3 separate regions of the Mus musculus genome follow, and regions 2 and 3 are each linked to region 1. A link is a contact called in public HiChIP or PLAC-seq and Micro-C data. All regions are on one chromosome and are shown on one strand. The core of a region is the stretch at or near the end of the contact, and the rest is flanking DNA. Distances in the headings are between cores, read along the strand shown.

The links. Hi-C and Micro-C count contacts between places; a contact is called where the count stands out from the background. HiChIP or PLAC-seq counts read pairs in DNA pulled down with a chosen protein or histone mark.
Region 2: a contact with region 1 is called in a Micro-C map of embryonic stem cells, with 2.9 times the contacts expected there. The contact joins two enhancer-like sites. A contact is called at or near these places in 1 of 484 Hi-C or Micro-C datasets (embryonic stem cells) and 1 of 115 datasets of contacts at active chromatin or transcription factors (embryonic stem cells).
Region 3: a contact with region 1 is called in an H3K27ac HiChIP or PLAC-seq map of embryonic stem cells, with 10 read pairs. The contact joins two enhancer-like sites. A contact is called at or near these places in 4 of 39 promoter capture datasets (the 3T3-L1 cell line, cranial neural crest, hippocampal neurons and 1 more), 2 of 115 datasets of contacts at active chromatin or transcription factors (both in embryonic stem cells) and 1 of 9 other capture datasets (liver).

Annotation. Positions count from the first base shown.
Region 1 is chr6:39,128,939-39,134,020 of GRCm38.p6, forward strand. All of the region lies in intron 1 of 4930599N23Rik (RIKEN cDNA 4930599N23 gene), which reads left to right. Among named protein-coding and RNA genes, the nearest start is that of 4930599N23Rik, 13 kb to the left of the region's middle. Within about 2 kb of position 2,708, at least 7 of the 459 cell types and tissues checked have an H3K27ac peak or open chromatin away from gene starts, as enhancers often do. A contact at or near this core is called in embryonic stem cells, where this site is marked.
Region 2 is chr6:39,452,535-39,457,616 of GRCm38.p6, forward strand. No RefSeq gene overlaps it. Among named protein-coding and RNA genes, the nearest start is that of Gm52860, 15 kb to the right of the region's middle. Within about 2 kb of position 2,332, at least 23 of the 459 cell types and tissues checked have an H3K27ac peak or open chromatin away from gene starts, as enhancers often do. A contact at or near this core is called in embryonic stem cells, where this site is marked.
Region 3 is chr6:39,431,821-39,436,902 of GRCm38.p6, forward strand. No RefSeq gene overlaps it. Among named protein-coding and RNA genes, the nearest start is that of Gm25402, 12 kb to the left of the region's middle. Within about 2 kb of position 2,726, at least 40 of the 459 cell types and tissues checked have an H3K27ac peak or open chromatin away from gene starts, as enhancers often do. A contact at or near this core is called in embryonic stem cells, where this site is marked.

The DNA of each region.
Region 1 (5,082 bases), core at 1,458-3,957:
TTGTATTCTGTTGGTGATGTTTGCATCTATAACTCCTGATCTCTTTCCTAGGTTTTCTATCTCCAGGGTTGTCTCCCTTTGTGATTTCTTTATTCCTATTTCTACTTTTAGATGCTGGAATTTTTGCTTAATTCCTTCACCTGTTTGTTTGTGTTTTCCTGTAATTCATTAAGGGATTTTTGTGTTTCCTCTCTAAGGGCTCCTATCTGTTTCCCTGTGTTCTCCTGTATTTCTTTCTTCCTTTCTTTCTTTTTTTTTTAAAAGATTTATTTATTACATGTGTGTACACTTTAGCTGTCTTCAGACACTCCAGAAGAGGGCATCAGATCCCATTACAGATGGTTGTGAGCCACCATGTGGTTGCTGGGATTTGAACTCAGGACCTTCAGAAGAGCAGTCAGTGCTCTTAATCTCTGAGCCATCTCTCCAGCCCTCTCCTGTATTTCTTTAAGGGAGTAATTTATGTCCTTTTTAAAGTCCTCTATCATCATTATGAGATATGATCTTAAATCAGAGTGTTGCTTTTCCCGTGTGGTGGGAGAACTGGGTTCTGATGATGCCAAGTAGCCTTGGTTTCTGTTGCTTATGTTCTTGTACTTGCCTCTTGCCATCTGGTTATCTGTGGTGTTAGCTGGTCTTGCTGTCTCTGACTGTGGCTTGTCCTTCCTGCAAGCCTGGGTCAGCACTCCTGGGAGACCAGCTCTCTCTGGGGGGAATTTGGGTATGGAGAGCTGTGGTACAGGATCAGCTCCGGGCCACAGATGGAAACTGGAAGGATCCTGTCCCCTGCTGTTCCTTGGTCCCTGTGTCCTGATGGCTTTGGGCAGGTCCCTCTTGGGCCAGGAATTTGAGCAGAAGTGGTGGTATCACCTGTGCTCTCAGGTGTGTCAGCACTTCTGGGAGACCAGCTCTCTCTCAGAGGGATTCCGGTACAGAGAGCTGTGGGACAGGGACGGCTCCAGGGCACAGATGGAAACCAGAAGTGAAAGGTTACATTTTTATGTTGGCCTCGCATTAACAAGAACTGAGAAAGCCAGTCTTTGCAATATCAGACCTTCCTCTTGTTTACAGGTTGGACAGAACTACTGGTACCCCCTAGCCCACATCTCCAATGTTGCTATTTTTTTAACTAAGTGACTTCGATTTGGGAATTGCTACACACTATTGAAGTATGTATCTTGGGGTGAAATTGTCTCTGTACAAAAACTAATTAATTTTCCAAGGTTATCATGGAGATTTTTAAAGAGTACAGGTTTATGCTGAATAATTTCAGTGTGGCTCCATGGGTCATTTCTATTCTCCTAGAGCCTGTTCTGTGCTTTTAAGGACACTCATCTATTGTCACTGAATGTCCAGCTTCCAAATAATATGCCTGGAAAAGTACTAATGGAGGTTCAAAGAGTGAGAAGGGCCAACCTATTGTTGACATTCTGTGTAGTCATACCATGCTGGAAGCTAAAGTGCCTGTGAATTTGGTAACTCCTTTCTTCTCTAGCAGTGATAGCCCCTCTTTTTTCCCCTACCATCTCCAGGATGGTAGCATCCCTTTTTTATATCATAGTTCATTATTAAATTCTGTAACTATTCAACTTGCCATGTGCATCTTCAAGGAACCTCCACAGATACTAGGCTGAAGAGAAATGCCAGCAGAGAGGTCCTGAAATAGAAGCAAGACTAGAGAATGGAATATTTCTGAAATGGTTTATTTTCCCTTGACCTGTGAGGAATCATCTTATTGAATGGAAAAACTAAAGTTTATCTCATTCTTTCAGTGCCAAAACCTTTTGTTAACACCTGTTGGTGTGCTTAGCTTTGTGTATGGCGATAGGGGAGAGCTTAGGTGATGAACCTAAAGGCAGTGTGGCCCTTCTCACCTCATCACTCTCCCCTGTGAAACCTCTTCCAAGGCAGGGCATAGTGGCCTCATAAGAATCCAGGTGAAGATCTGATGTAAGTATGTGATAAATGGTTACCACTCATGAGATAACCAGCCACTGTTAACAACTGGTACACTTTATTATTCCAGCAATTGAAGCATCAGGAAACAGCTGCCAAAGGTTAGGTCAGCTCAGGAGAAGACATAAGACAAACATCTGTATCCCAGATAAACCATAGCCCAATGAGGTGTTCGAGGAAGTTGATTCCATAGTGATATTAATGCATGTATGTGTGAGATTGAGACATGTCACTGAAGAACAAACTGAGGCCCCCAAAGAAATATAACTTACCCAAGGCCAGATAGAAGTAACAGAACTAATATTTAACCCTGGCCTTAATCTGTGCTCTTAGCCCTGGATTCTACAATTAGAATGAAAACTCTCACAAGGTCAAAAGGATAGTCTCAAATAAGTCCAGCTTACTTTCACCTTATCCCAGTGTTCAAAAAGTATGCGAAGGTGCAAGACCTTGGGAGGTTTGGGATAATTCAGAATATTCAGTAAGAGCTAGGCTTCTGGCCTCAGACTAGATGCTGGTCTTTATCAGTCTCTCAGGGGCTGTGCAGAAGAGGCAGAGACTGGACTAATGCCAAAGGGTTAACAGTAAAATTTATGTATTTGAAATTGGCTAGGAAAACTCAAACTGGAGGTCTTGCTAAGCGATTGGGCCACTGAATTCCAGGATGTCTTGTGTGACAGGTTGTAGCCTCCCCCAGCCTTGAGTAGGCTAACTTTGACCTCGAGGCCACTGAGTATGAGACTACCTGGGGTGGAGCCTTCGACTTAGAAGGCTCTATTGTTCTGTCACCTGCTGCTGCTCTTCTCCAGGACACTGCTACCTGCTGAGAGGCCCTTGAAATATTCTGGAGAAAGCATCCGGCAGCAGGCTGGCAACAAGACATCAAGAATGGATTGGCAGGGGATGGGCCTCCCCCCCCTTTATAAGCACAGACTTGGGGGCCTTGAACAGAAACATGTCTTGGCCTCCATTCTCTCACCATTTCCTTCCATACAGCTCCGGCCTCCCACTCAGGAACTCAGCTAGTGTGGCCACAGGCAGCTTACAACAGGTGAAATAGTACAAAGTGTGCAAGGAACAACAGTAGGGAACTTCTAGAATAAGTCAGTTAAATACTATTTTTTTTACTATTATAAATCATTTGCAATTTGCTTTAAAACCACCACTGCAAAAAACAAACAAAAAATGCTTTGGAATTTAGATATATTATTATTTATAGGAATATTTTTTTTCTGCCTGGGCAGTGGTGGTGCATGCCTGGGTGTTAATCTCTCCATTCAGGAGGCAGAGGCAGATGGAGCTGTGAGTTCCCAACCAGTCTAATCTACAGAATAAGTTCCAGGACAGCAAATGAGCTTGAAGTTACAACACACCAGGATTAGCACTTGTAAAAAAAACCGTAAAGATGAGGCTGGAGAAATGTCTCTGTGCTTAAGTGTTCTTTTCTTGAAGAGGACTGCAGTTTGATTCTCAGCTCCCATATCAGGCATATCACAACGGCAGCGCCAGCTTACATAGGATCTTATGCCCTAGTCTAGCCTCCATGAGCACTGCACTCACATGCACAGCTCCCCTCGGCCCCCATCCTGTAAGAGATATTTTGGGGACAAATTGGAAATAGTCTAGACAATGGGAGCTCAGAAGTTACAGGAGTTAAGTGGCAAGGCAGTCCAGCATTGAGATAGGCTGTGGGACAACCCACAAATGGTGAATTTACTAGTTTTGAAAAAGTGTGTCCCTGCGTTCTTTCTCTATTGTTAATTGCTGGGCCAACTGCGGAAAGCCTAGCAGGATATGTAAATCTTGTTGCTACCTACCTGCCCAAAAAGAAAGGCAAGCAGCCTTGGGGAAGGTCACATAGCCAAGGGCAACTGCAGGAGTGAGATGTGTAGCTTCTGTATAAAAAAAGCAGGTGGCTGGAGGTGAGGCAGAAGGGCAGGGGTCAGACAGAGGGACAGAAGCATGGACTAGGCCGAGCTGAGGGAGGGAGCCATGCAGAAGGACGCAATGGCAGGGAAGTTGAGTTATGTTAGAAACTAGCTAAATACTGTCCCGTCAAAAAGGCCAAAGGTCTTTATTATTGAGCCACAAGCAGAACCCCCAGAGCCCCAAAATAATGCACCTTTGGTCTCTTCCTTCCTTATGTGGAATGACCCACTCTTGGAGCTGAGAAACAGAAAATAGAGAAGCAGGCTTCCATGTAGGAGAGGCTGTCACATCAGCCACCAGGGCATGGGCTTTCTGGTGGAGAGATGCATCAGGCAAAGCCTCTTCATCCTCTAGTTCTCAACTTTGGAAGTACTTACTGGGCTCATGTCTTTACAATAGTGCTACGCATCCATTGCCAGCTTACAGCCTACCTGTACCGCAGGTGAGATCAGTCCTGAGAATACTAGTATAAAAGAGGCACAAAACAAATCTTCAACAAGAAATTCTATTACTCTACACAAAAATGTTTCAAACACAAACCATTTCTACATCAAGTACCATCTAACAACTCCTTCATAATTCAAAATACAGAATAAAAACAACTCAGAAGAAAGGAGTTGGACAAACATTTTGTTCAAACCTTAAGTTTAGATGTATGTATACACAAATGTATATGTGTGTGCAGGCATGTGTAGGGGTTCACACTGGATATTCCTTAATCACTTCCCACCTTGTATGTTGAGGCAAAGTCTTTTGTGAAAACAAACTCACTGATTTTGTAAGTATAGCTAGCCAGTGTGCCCCAGGGATCCAGTCTCTATATCCCAACTTGTGGTATTTATTATGGATGCTAGGAATCCTAACCCAGTTCCTTCCATTGAGCCATCTCCCCAGCCCTGAGTTCTACTTAATAGTAAGTGAACTTGAACATGATACCTTCTCTGTACCTTGGTGTGATGGTTTGTATATGCTTGCCCCAGGAGGCACTATTAGAAGGTGTAGCATTATAGGCGTGGCCTTGTTGGAATGGGTGTCATTGTGGGTGTGGGCTTTAAGACCCTCATCCTAGCTGCCTAAAAGCCAGTATTCTGCTAGTAGCCTTCAGGTGAATAAGAGAACTCTCAACTCCTCCTGCACCATGCCGGCCTGGATATTATCATGCTCCTACTTTGATAATAGACTGAACCTTTGAACCTG
Region 2 (5,082 bases), core at 1,082-3,581, 320 kb after region 1:
TTTGTAAGTATTAAGCTTCTTCTTCTTCTTCTTTTATTTATTTATTTATTTATTTATTTATTTATTTATTTATTTTTTTGAGACAGGGTTTCTCTGTATAGCCCTGGCTGTCCTGGAACTCACTCTGTAGACCAGGCTGGCCTCGAACTCAGAAATCTGCCTGCCTCTGTTTCCCGAGTGCTGAGATTAAAGGCGTGCGCCACCACGCCCGGCAAGTATTAAGCTTCTTAAAATCGTTCAGGAGATCTTGATAAAGGGAAATCCATTTATTTATAGTTTGGTCAAAAGGTACTGAAGGAAGATTCCTGGCTTCTCTCTGCCATTTCTATGACAGGCTAACAATTTTATACAAAGAATGAAACAAGACACACGTGGGGGTGTGGACCTTTGATCTGAGCACTCAGGAGGCAGAGACAGGAGGGTCCAAGCCTGGTCCACACCATGAGCTCCTGGCCAACCAGGGCTGCTTAGAGTAGAGAGACTCTTTTTTAAAAAGAAACAAAAGGCTGAAATAAGAACCAGAAATATGTTGATTTAAGCTATCAGAAGGGGTTGCATGTCAGATATGTACATTATAATTCACAATAGCAGCAAAATTACACTTATGAAGTAGCAATGAAAGTAATCTTTTTTATATATATTTATTTATTTATTTACTTATTTATTATATGTAAGTACACTGTAGCTGTCTTCAGACACTCCAGAAGAGGGCATCAGATTTCGTTACGGATGGTTGTGAGCCACCATGTGGTTGCTGGGATTTGAACTCAGGACCTTTGGAAGAGCAGTTGGCGCTCTTAACCACTGAGCCATCTCACCAGCCCAATTAAAGTAATCTTATGGTTGGGGGTCACTATAACATGTGGGACTGTGTTAAAGGTTCACGGTACTAGGAAGGTTGACAGCCTCTGCTCTAGACGATATCTCTTGCCAGGCTGTTATAGGCTTTGGGTCCCCATGTTGCCCAGTGTAGGAAATAGTTATGGTCTACTTTCAATATGACCTCTCCCTCCCTTAGCTAGGGGCTAGCACCTGCTTGTCTCAGAATTCTGAGAGCTGGGGCTGGAGAGATGGCTCTGTGGTTAAGAGCACCTACTGCTCTTCCAAAGGTCTTGAGTTTAAATCCCAGCAACCACATGGTGGCTCACAATCATCCATAATGAGATCTGATGCCCTCTTCTGGTGCATCTGAAGACAGCTACAGTGTACTTATAAAAAAAAAAAAAAAAAGAAGAATTCTGAGAGTTAGTAAGGTACAGGCGGTCTTCTAAGTGACTGAGCCCAGAATGGCATGGGACTGGGAAGGCAGGTCCAAGTCCCAAACAGTTCATTGGATGAAGCTTTGCGTCCTTGTCAATGGGAGAATTCGGGATGCGGATCCCAGCTTGTAGAAGAAGAGGGTAAGAGTTTTTCCCCATTTAAGGATTTAAGATGGGCTGGAGAGATGGCTCAGTGTCCTGAGTTCAAATCGCAGCAACCACATGGTGGCTCACAACCATCTGTAATGAGATCAGATGCCCTCTTCTGGGGCATCTGAAAAACAGCTATAGTGTACTTATAAATAATAAATAAATCTTTTCTTTTTTTTTTTTTTTTCTTTTTGGTTTTTCGAGACAGGGTTTCTCTGTAGTCCTGGCTGTCCTGGAACTCACTTTGTAGACCAGGCTGGCCTCGAACTCAGAAATCTGCCTGTCTCTGCCTCCCAAGTGCTAGGATTAAAGACATGCACCACCACCGCCCGGCTTTTTTTTTTTTTTTTAATACATCTTTTTATTTTTTTTTTTATTATTTTTTTTTATTTTATTTTTTTTTTAAAGATTTATTTATTATTATATGTAAGTACACTGTAGCTGTCTTCAGACACACCAGAAGAGGGAGTCAGATCTTGTTACGGATGGTTGTGAGCCACCATGTGGTTGCTGGGATTTGAACTCAGGACCTTTGGAAGAACAGTCAGTGCTCTTACCCCTGAGCCATCTCACCAGCCCCCCTACATCTTTTTAAAAAAAGGATTTAAACATTGTTTTCTGTCAAGTCACAATGCTGGCCATTTTTGCCTTTTCTGGACACTGGCATCCCTTTCTGCAAAGCTGTATGGATTAAAAACGAATTCAAGGTGTTAGCCACATTGTTTTACAAATGTGTCAGCTTTCCTCTTGACCCAGCTAGCACCCAGATCATTGAGAACTGACTATGTATTTATCAAGCTTGAAGGGCACAACAACTGGGCAGAATTACTCCATTAATCCTCTGTGCTAATCTGGCTACCTCCCAGCTAAAATCCTGACATACTTGCATTTTATGGCTTTCTGTGCTCCAGCTGTTTTCTCAAGGTGTCTCCGGAAGTCTCTCCCCAAGGCTAATCTCCTTTTCCTCTCTCTTTTACCCCCTCAACCTCCCAGGGCTGGGAGGAAGCCCAGGTTTATGCTTTCCCTTGCTCATTCATTAGCTGATCAGCTTCTTTATTGACTAATCAGGGAAAGGCTGGGGAGCCGTGTTTACAGAACCTCGAGACAGGAGAGTCTCAGAATAAGGATTACAACCAGGTAAGGGAACACAGAAATCAACACCTGAATTACACAGAGCACAGTAATATTATGCCTACATCAAGGTGGGCATGACATATGCTTATAATCCCAGCAGTCATGGGGCAGAGGCAGGCAGATCTCTGAGAGTTTGAGAGCGGCCTGACATACAGTGAGTTCCAGGACAGTTAGGGAGGGGGCTGTCTCAAAACAAAATGGAATAACCCACAGGAAGTCCAACAACGAAGCGAAACTGCCTCTTCCTTTCTACTCTCTTGAATTTGTTATCACTAGGAAATTTACCAGCTTCTTCACGAGTCTCATTAACACAGGCTGGCCCCACCTTACAGGCTGGTCCTGCTATGCCATCTCTGGCCCTGCTTGGAGTTTTCCCATAGGTTGCTGAGGCACAGAGATAATAGTGTGGAGAAGAGCCTCAGTCCAGGCTCCAGGGCTCCAAGAGAAACTTGAGGAACAGGGTGGGCAGGGGCCATCCTGCTTACACGGTGGCCAAACCCTACTGCTCTGCTGGCCTGTGAACACGGTCCTGCTGCACCCACAGACCCTTGCTCAAGTAGTTTTACGACTGTCATTTAGCCAGAGCCCAAGTCTAGCTCTGTGCGAATCTGCAGTAAATCTCTGTTCTCTAGAACAATGTAGCCTCTACTCTGCCCAGGGAGTACAGGAATTAGTCCTGCTGGGAAGGGACTGTGCCTGTGATGTTTGGTTGTAGAATTGTGTGTGTCCGTGTGTCCGTTAGGAAAAGGGTGGGCAGGTAAGGGACACAGACCTTGTCCTTGTTAGGGAAGCTGGTACCAGGCTACCTAATTGTAGCCAGAAGCTGGCAACTGAACTCCACCTAGGGCCTGGGTGGGGTTAAGGTGTGGTCAATAGAGAGTCATGGAGCACAGTTAATTGGCTTCGACAGGTGTGGGTAGTAATAGCCTGTTCACCTGCCTTGTTTTGCTGTTTCCTGTTCTTGCCTCTGGTCAGACCTGAAATAGCCCCACCTACCACCAAAGTCTGCCTAGAAGGGACCACTGCCAAATGGATGTGCATTCTGGTTTAGGAAAAGGAAGTTTATTAATGCAAGAGAGGTTGTAATTGCATACCGTGAGTATACTGCATGCCCCCGAATTCTTTACTTTAAAAACGGCTAAGTTTATGTTCTGGGACTTTCATTGCAATCGAACAAGGAAACGGGTGGAAAATGCAAGGCCGGGAGCATACAGGATTAGCCTGTACTGTCCCAGGGCTCAGGGAAACCAAGACAAGAGGGAAGGAGAATTTACCACATCTCTCAGCCTCTGGAACTCCTTAGCTCTGGCTTCACCCTCACCAAGCCTCTGGAAATTTCTTTGTGTGGTTTCCTTTGCAGGATCTGTGGTAAAGGTCTTGCTTAGCATGCTGTTAAGGTACCTGGGTGAAGGAAAAAGCTGTTTCCAGCAACAAAGAGGCCCCTCCCTTTGAGAGAGAATGACACTCATCTATTGCTTTCATGGTTGTATAATGTTTTCCTGCTCTTTTTTCAAACATTTAAAAAAATGCGTGTGGCACATGTATGTAGTGTGTGTGTGTGAGTGGTGTGCATGCCCATGTGCACGCAGGTCCCCTTGGATGCCAGAAGACAGCATCAAACCCCTGGAGCTGGAGTTACAGGCAATTGTGAACACCCTGTTTAGACAACAGTAGCTGAGCTGTTGTCTACCACAAGAGCAGTGCTTCATCACTGAGCCATCTCTCCATTTTGTGGCTTTTTCATGGTTTATTTATTTATTTTTAAGATTTTATTTATTTTACGTATGTTCCTACACTGTTGCTGTCTTCAGACACACCAGAAGAGGGCACTGGATCCTATTACAGATGGTTACGAGCTAATCTGGTTGCTGGGAATTGAACTCAGGACCTCTGGAAGAGCATTCAGTGCTTTTAATCACTGACCCATCTCTCCAGGCCATGTTTTGTTTTAAAATGTGTGCATGTGTACGTATGTGTACTTTTTATTTGAATAGTGTGTGTGTGTATGTATGAGTGTGCACACGCACACGTGTGTGCTATGGAAGTCCCAGGACAATGTGTCAGTTTTCTCTTTCTCCTGTGTAGCCTGAGGGTTGAACTTGGGCATCAGGCCTGGCACTGGCCCTTTGCTCCCTGAGCATTCTCTCGAGGCGCCACACTTGTTGTGCACGCTCAACAGGCCAGGAAGAACGACGCTGCTACAGGATCCTTCTGCACACATTTATTCAGTCCTGTTTCTTCTTTCTCCATATATCTCCCTTGTTTTTATATCTCCCTTGTTTTTATATCTCCCTTGTTTTTATATCTCCCTTGTTTTTATATCTCCCTTGTTTTTATATCTTCCCTTGTTTTTATATCTCCCCCGAACCCTGGGCCTCTCACTCTTTTATACTCTCAGTTCCCATCCATGCACAGCAGGCCACGCCACCTCACCAGGCACGCAGCTTCAGCTAATCAGGGCAGCAGGGGCAAATCTCCACCAAATTGGATTCACCTGTATCCTGGTACACCTGCGCAGCACTCAAGATGTTTGTGTCTT
Region 3 (5,082 bases), core at 1,476-3,975, 300 kb after region 1:
TACTTATACCATACAGGAAGGTTGGCTCAATCCTCAGAATGCCATAAAAACTGTGCATGAAGCCGGGTGGTGGTGCACGCCTTTAATCCCAGCACTCCGGAGGCAGAGGCAGGCAGATTTCTGAGTTCAGAGGCCAGCCTGGTCTAAAGAGTGAGTTCCAGGACAGCCAGGGATACACAGAGAAACCCTGTCTCGAAAAACCAAATAAAAACAAAACAAAAACAAAAAACAAAAAACTGTGCATGGTGGAACATCCCTGTAAGTACCAGCAGTCTGGGTTTTGGAAGCAGGATGATCACAAGTTCAGAGATGAGCCAGCGAGATCGTTGCTCCACATGGGTGCAAGGAATTGAACTTGGGCCCTCTGTAAGAGTAGTGTCTCTAGTCGATGGTGGTGCACACCTTTAAGGCAGAGGCAGGTGAATATCTCTGTGAGTTTGAAGCCAGCTTGGTCTATAGAGTGAGTTCCAGGGCAGCCAAGGCTACACAGAGAACCCCTGTCGGGGGGGGGGGGGGGCGGGGCAGGGGGGGAGTATTAAGTGTTAGCATACAGGCATTCTGCTGGCCTGCTCTTGGGAACCTTAGTGTATGTCATTAAATTACCTGCCAGGTGCACATAAAAGGATGGTCTGCCACCCCAGGTCTATCCCCACCTCCCATGCCTCCCTTGCCTTTCTCCACCCTCTCCCCAGCCCTCATGGCTCTGCCCCTGCCTGTCTGCCTGTCTACATGTCCACTCATCTGCCTCTACCCCTTCTCTAGGTCCTCTCCCTTTCTCTCCACATCATGGCTCACTTGTCTGCCTCTGCCCTTTCTTGGGTCCTCACTCCCCTCCTTTCACAGATCAGTAGCATGACTTTTTTTTTTTTTCTTTTCTTTTTTTGTTTGTTTGTTTGTTTTTCAAGACAGGGTTTCTCTTTGTATCCCTGGCTGTCCTGGAACTCACTTTGTAGACCAGGCTGGCCTCAAACTTGACCCGTCCAGCAGGTCCAGTTATTCAAGGGTCTCGAGGGGACCTTCTCCTAAGAACCAAATTGGGGAGGGGGTAGAGAAAGAGAGGACTAAGTGCAAGAACAACATGGAGGACCAATTACTCAGGGGCACGCCTTGGCATGGGCCTACCAGGTACCCCTTTACCTCATTATAATTCATAACAGTGCTTTTAAATGCAGAGCCTTGTCTCCAGCACCATCCATTGACATTCTATGTAAGAAATAGAGATTCGGTTGTTGTGTTTTGTTTTGTTTTGTTTTTCCTATATGGAAAACTACTTTCCCCAAGAATTCCTTGATTCAGGATATTTTGAGACAGCTTTAGAACACATCACAGTTATTTTAATATTTAAAAAATAAGAGGGGGCTGGAGGTGGGGAGTACAGCTTACTCACTATGCATGAAATCTCAGGATTGATTCCTAATACTGCATAAACATGGTAGCAAATGCCTGTAACACCAGCACTTAGGGAAAGGAGGCAGGAAGATCAGAAGTTCAAAGTCACCCTCTGGTGCTGGAGAGATGGCTCATCGGTTAAGAACAATGGCTGCTGTTCCAGAGGACCTGGCTTCAATTCCCAGCACTCATGTGGCAGCTCACAACTGTCTGTAAGTCTAGTCCCGGGAGATCTGATGCTCTCTTCCACCCTCTGTGGTCACTGCACACACTGGACACATAGACACGCACACTGGAAAAACACCCATACGCAGAAAGATTGAGAAAATGGTCCTCCTGTTCCAGTCTAGGGCTCTCCTTCCTGTTTATCTTCTCTGCCAGGAAAAGAATTAAAAGGCAGCAGGGAACATCCTGACCACCCAACAGAACGGGCCACTGAAGAAAGGCTTTAATCATAGGCGAGAAAATGCATACACTCCCACAGCAAGCACGCATAGAGTAAGACACTACACCTGAAAAATCCAGGCTCCCCTAGAGGGCTCTGGGGGTTTTTGTTTTGTTTTGTTTGTTTTGTTTTTTGTTTGTCTTTGAAAAGTCTTCCTTCTCTAATTTAAGTTTGGTGGGTGATCAGTCCACAACTGTTAGGTAACATGTTCTGACCTGGCCTTGAACTTGGTGAGCCAATCCATCCTCAAGAGAAAAAGCCTACAAGTCCTTTGTTTTAGGCTACCAGGCTTCTGTCTCAGGTCTGAAGGGTGAAGAAGACTGCCATCTTGGAAGGTCAACACCTTTGTTACCCAGTCAGGGCTCCTCTCCCTATCTGTCTGCCTATCAGGAAGTCTGTCTAACTTGAAGTCCCATACTACCATAGGGTTATCTGGATTTCTGGATTTGGGGAGTCCCATCTGGGTGTAGCTCAATGGTAGATTCATTACATACTTTGGTAGAGGGCTTGAGTCATCCCTAACAACACACACATACACACACACACACTCCTCACTTAGCATTTCTATTTCCAGTTCTATGTCCCAGTCCCTTTGTCATGCCTTTCTCTTGTCCCTCTGGCCTGGCATCCTGGCTTTCATTTCTGGAACAGTGTGAAAGCTCCCAGGTTGTTTCCCAAGCTCTAGCTGAGGGGAATTCTCTGCATAAGCCATCTTCTTTAGACAGTAAACTCCTTGCCTTGGCTAAGCATAACAATGAGATTGTGGAAAGATGGAATGCTCTCTTTAGGCTGCACAGATAAATTTATCTTGAGCTCTATCTCTTTAAGAGGCCATTAACTATCAACCTTTGACTTCGAGCTACAGCTTTTGACTTTTAGATAAAACTCTTGGAGGCTTGACACACCCTACCTTCACCAACTGTAAAGCTTAATTGGTGATAATAAAATAGAGTTCCATACTAGGATGTGGTGGCTGCGTGTGTTTGTTCCCAGACCTTGGGAGGCAGAGATCTCTGAGTTTGAGGCCAGTCTGGTCTACAGAGTTCTAGGTCAGCCATAGCTACAGAGGAAACTCTGTCTTAACAACAATACCAACCAACCAACAGGGTTCACTTGCTATTAAGGTTTGACTGTGAAATGTTCCCCTCCCTCCCCACCCCCAACAAGCTCATCATGTGTTTGATCTGTTGGTCTCCAGGAGGTTGTAGAGCCAATAAAATTGAGGCCTAACTGGAAGAAGGGCATTAGGGATGAGCTGTCCAAGGTTACAAGCCAGTCCTGCTTGCAACCTGACCATCTAGGTTGCCACTGTGACATTAGGAGTCTGGCTGCATGCACCTGCTGCTGTCAGTTCCACCACACTCTAGTGGTCAGCAATTCTATAAAACTGTACCACCTTGCCTGGCTAGAATAAACTAGTTTCTCATCGCCCTAAAGTAGAGTTGACACTTTATGTAGACACCACACAGGATCAAGGGAGGATGGGTATGAATTGGAGGAAGGAAAAAAAAAAAAAAAGGACAAAAACATTCCTGCTTCTTTGAAAAGCTGGGGCTGTGTTGTGACCCTGGTCTTTTGTGTGGAGGCACCATCTGCCCTCCCAAGTGTGGCAATAAACTCCACTGTGTGTCTGAGAGATGCTGCCGGCATTCATGTGAGCAGAACACATTGAAACCCCTCTGTTGGTGAGTTCAGGGACTCAGCAGGATGCTGACAGCTGCTTGCAATGAAAAGATGCTTTTCAAAGAAGAGCAGGGTCTCTAACAGCTGTGGGAGAACTTTGGTCCTGTATTGTGGGGTTACTTGCTGAGGCAGCAGGCCTATTCCCAAAGGCTTGAGAGTCAACCAGTATGGGGTCAGGGGTTATGGGGAATTTTTTTTTTCCATCTCTGCCCTCAATTTTTGCTTAGCTCTGAGACAGAACAAAAAAGACAGGAAAATTATGAGGGCATGAAAAGTAAAGATGTGTCACACAGGGGGTGGCCTTCAACCAGAGTCTGAAGCCTTTCGCCAGCAGAGAAGCAAGCATAGCAGCACAAATAACGCCTGCTTAAGGCTCTTAGCCCTTCCTGGCTATACACCTACAACTCCTTAGAAACTCCTGGTTTTACCTTTGGAGACAACAGTCACAGGCAAGGTGCTAGTGTATAATCTCATTTATCAAAAGGAGAGGTGAGCTCTCTTGGGCAGTGCTGCCACATGCCTTCAGTCCTAGCACTTGGGAGGCGGAGGCAGTCGGATCTCTAAGTTCAAGGCCAGCCTGGTCTACAAAGAGAGATCCAGGACAGCCAGAGCTATACAGAGAAACTGTGTCTTGAAACCCTCTACTGACTATGTCCCTCTCCTCTTCAATGCTTATCACGCAGCCTCGTCCTGATTAAAGTTATGCTGGACTGCAGAAATAAGAGTAATTATCTCTGCTGGCCAAGGCTGCACCCTGAGGCAAGACAAGGTGTCTCCAGAGAACAAACCGGCCCTCTCATGCAGGAAGGACTTCTGTTCCAGCCAGCCCACAGAACCAGCACATCTCTGAGATACTGATCAGCCAGAGAGCTTTGAGGGACCACTGTGTCATGCATCCCTCTTGCCCACTCTGAGTCTTCCTCTATTTAACACTAAAGTTCATGTCAGTACACCAAGGCAGACTGGGAACACATCTTACTGGCTCAGCCGGTAAAAGTGCTTGCTGCCATATCTGGCAACCTGAGTTGAAGTCTTAGGACCCACGTAGTTGAAGGATAAAACTGACTCTTGCAAGTTGTCCACTGACTGTCACATATATCACGGTAGGTGCCCTTCCTCCCCCAAATAGGTAAATGGAATAGTAATTCTATGCTTCCTTTAGATTTTCGGACAAGCATTGAACTCAGAGAGATTTACCTCCCTCAAAGGCTGGGATCAGAACAGAAGATCATGTCTGCCTTGATTTTTATTTATTTGTTTGTTTTGAGACAGGATCTCTCTATGTAGCCCTAGATGAGTTCTCACTATATAGAACAGGTAGGACTTGAACTCACAAAGACCTGCCCCCTCTGCCTCCTGAGTCCTAGGCAAGAGCCACCACCATACGTGGAAGCAAACAATTTATTTTAAATATTTTAGATTTATTTATTTATTATGTATGCAGTGATCTGCCTGTATATAGGCCTGCAGCACAGAAAGAGAGCACCAGATCTTATGTGGTTGCTGGGATTTGAACTCAGGACCTCTGGAAGAGAAGATGGTGCTTTTTCTTTCCCAGACAGGGT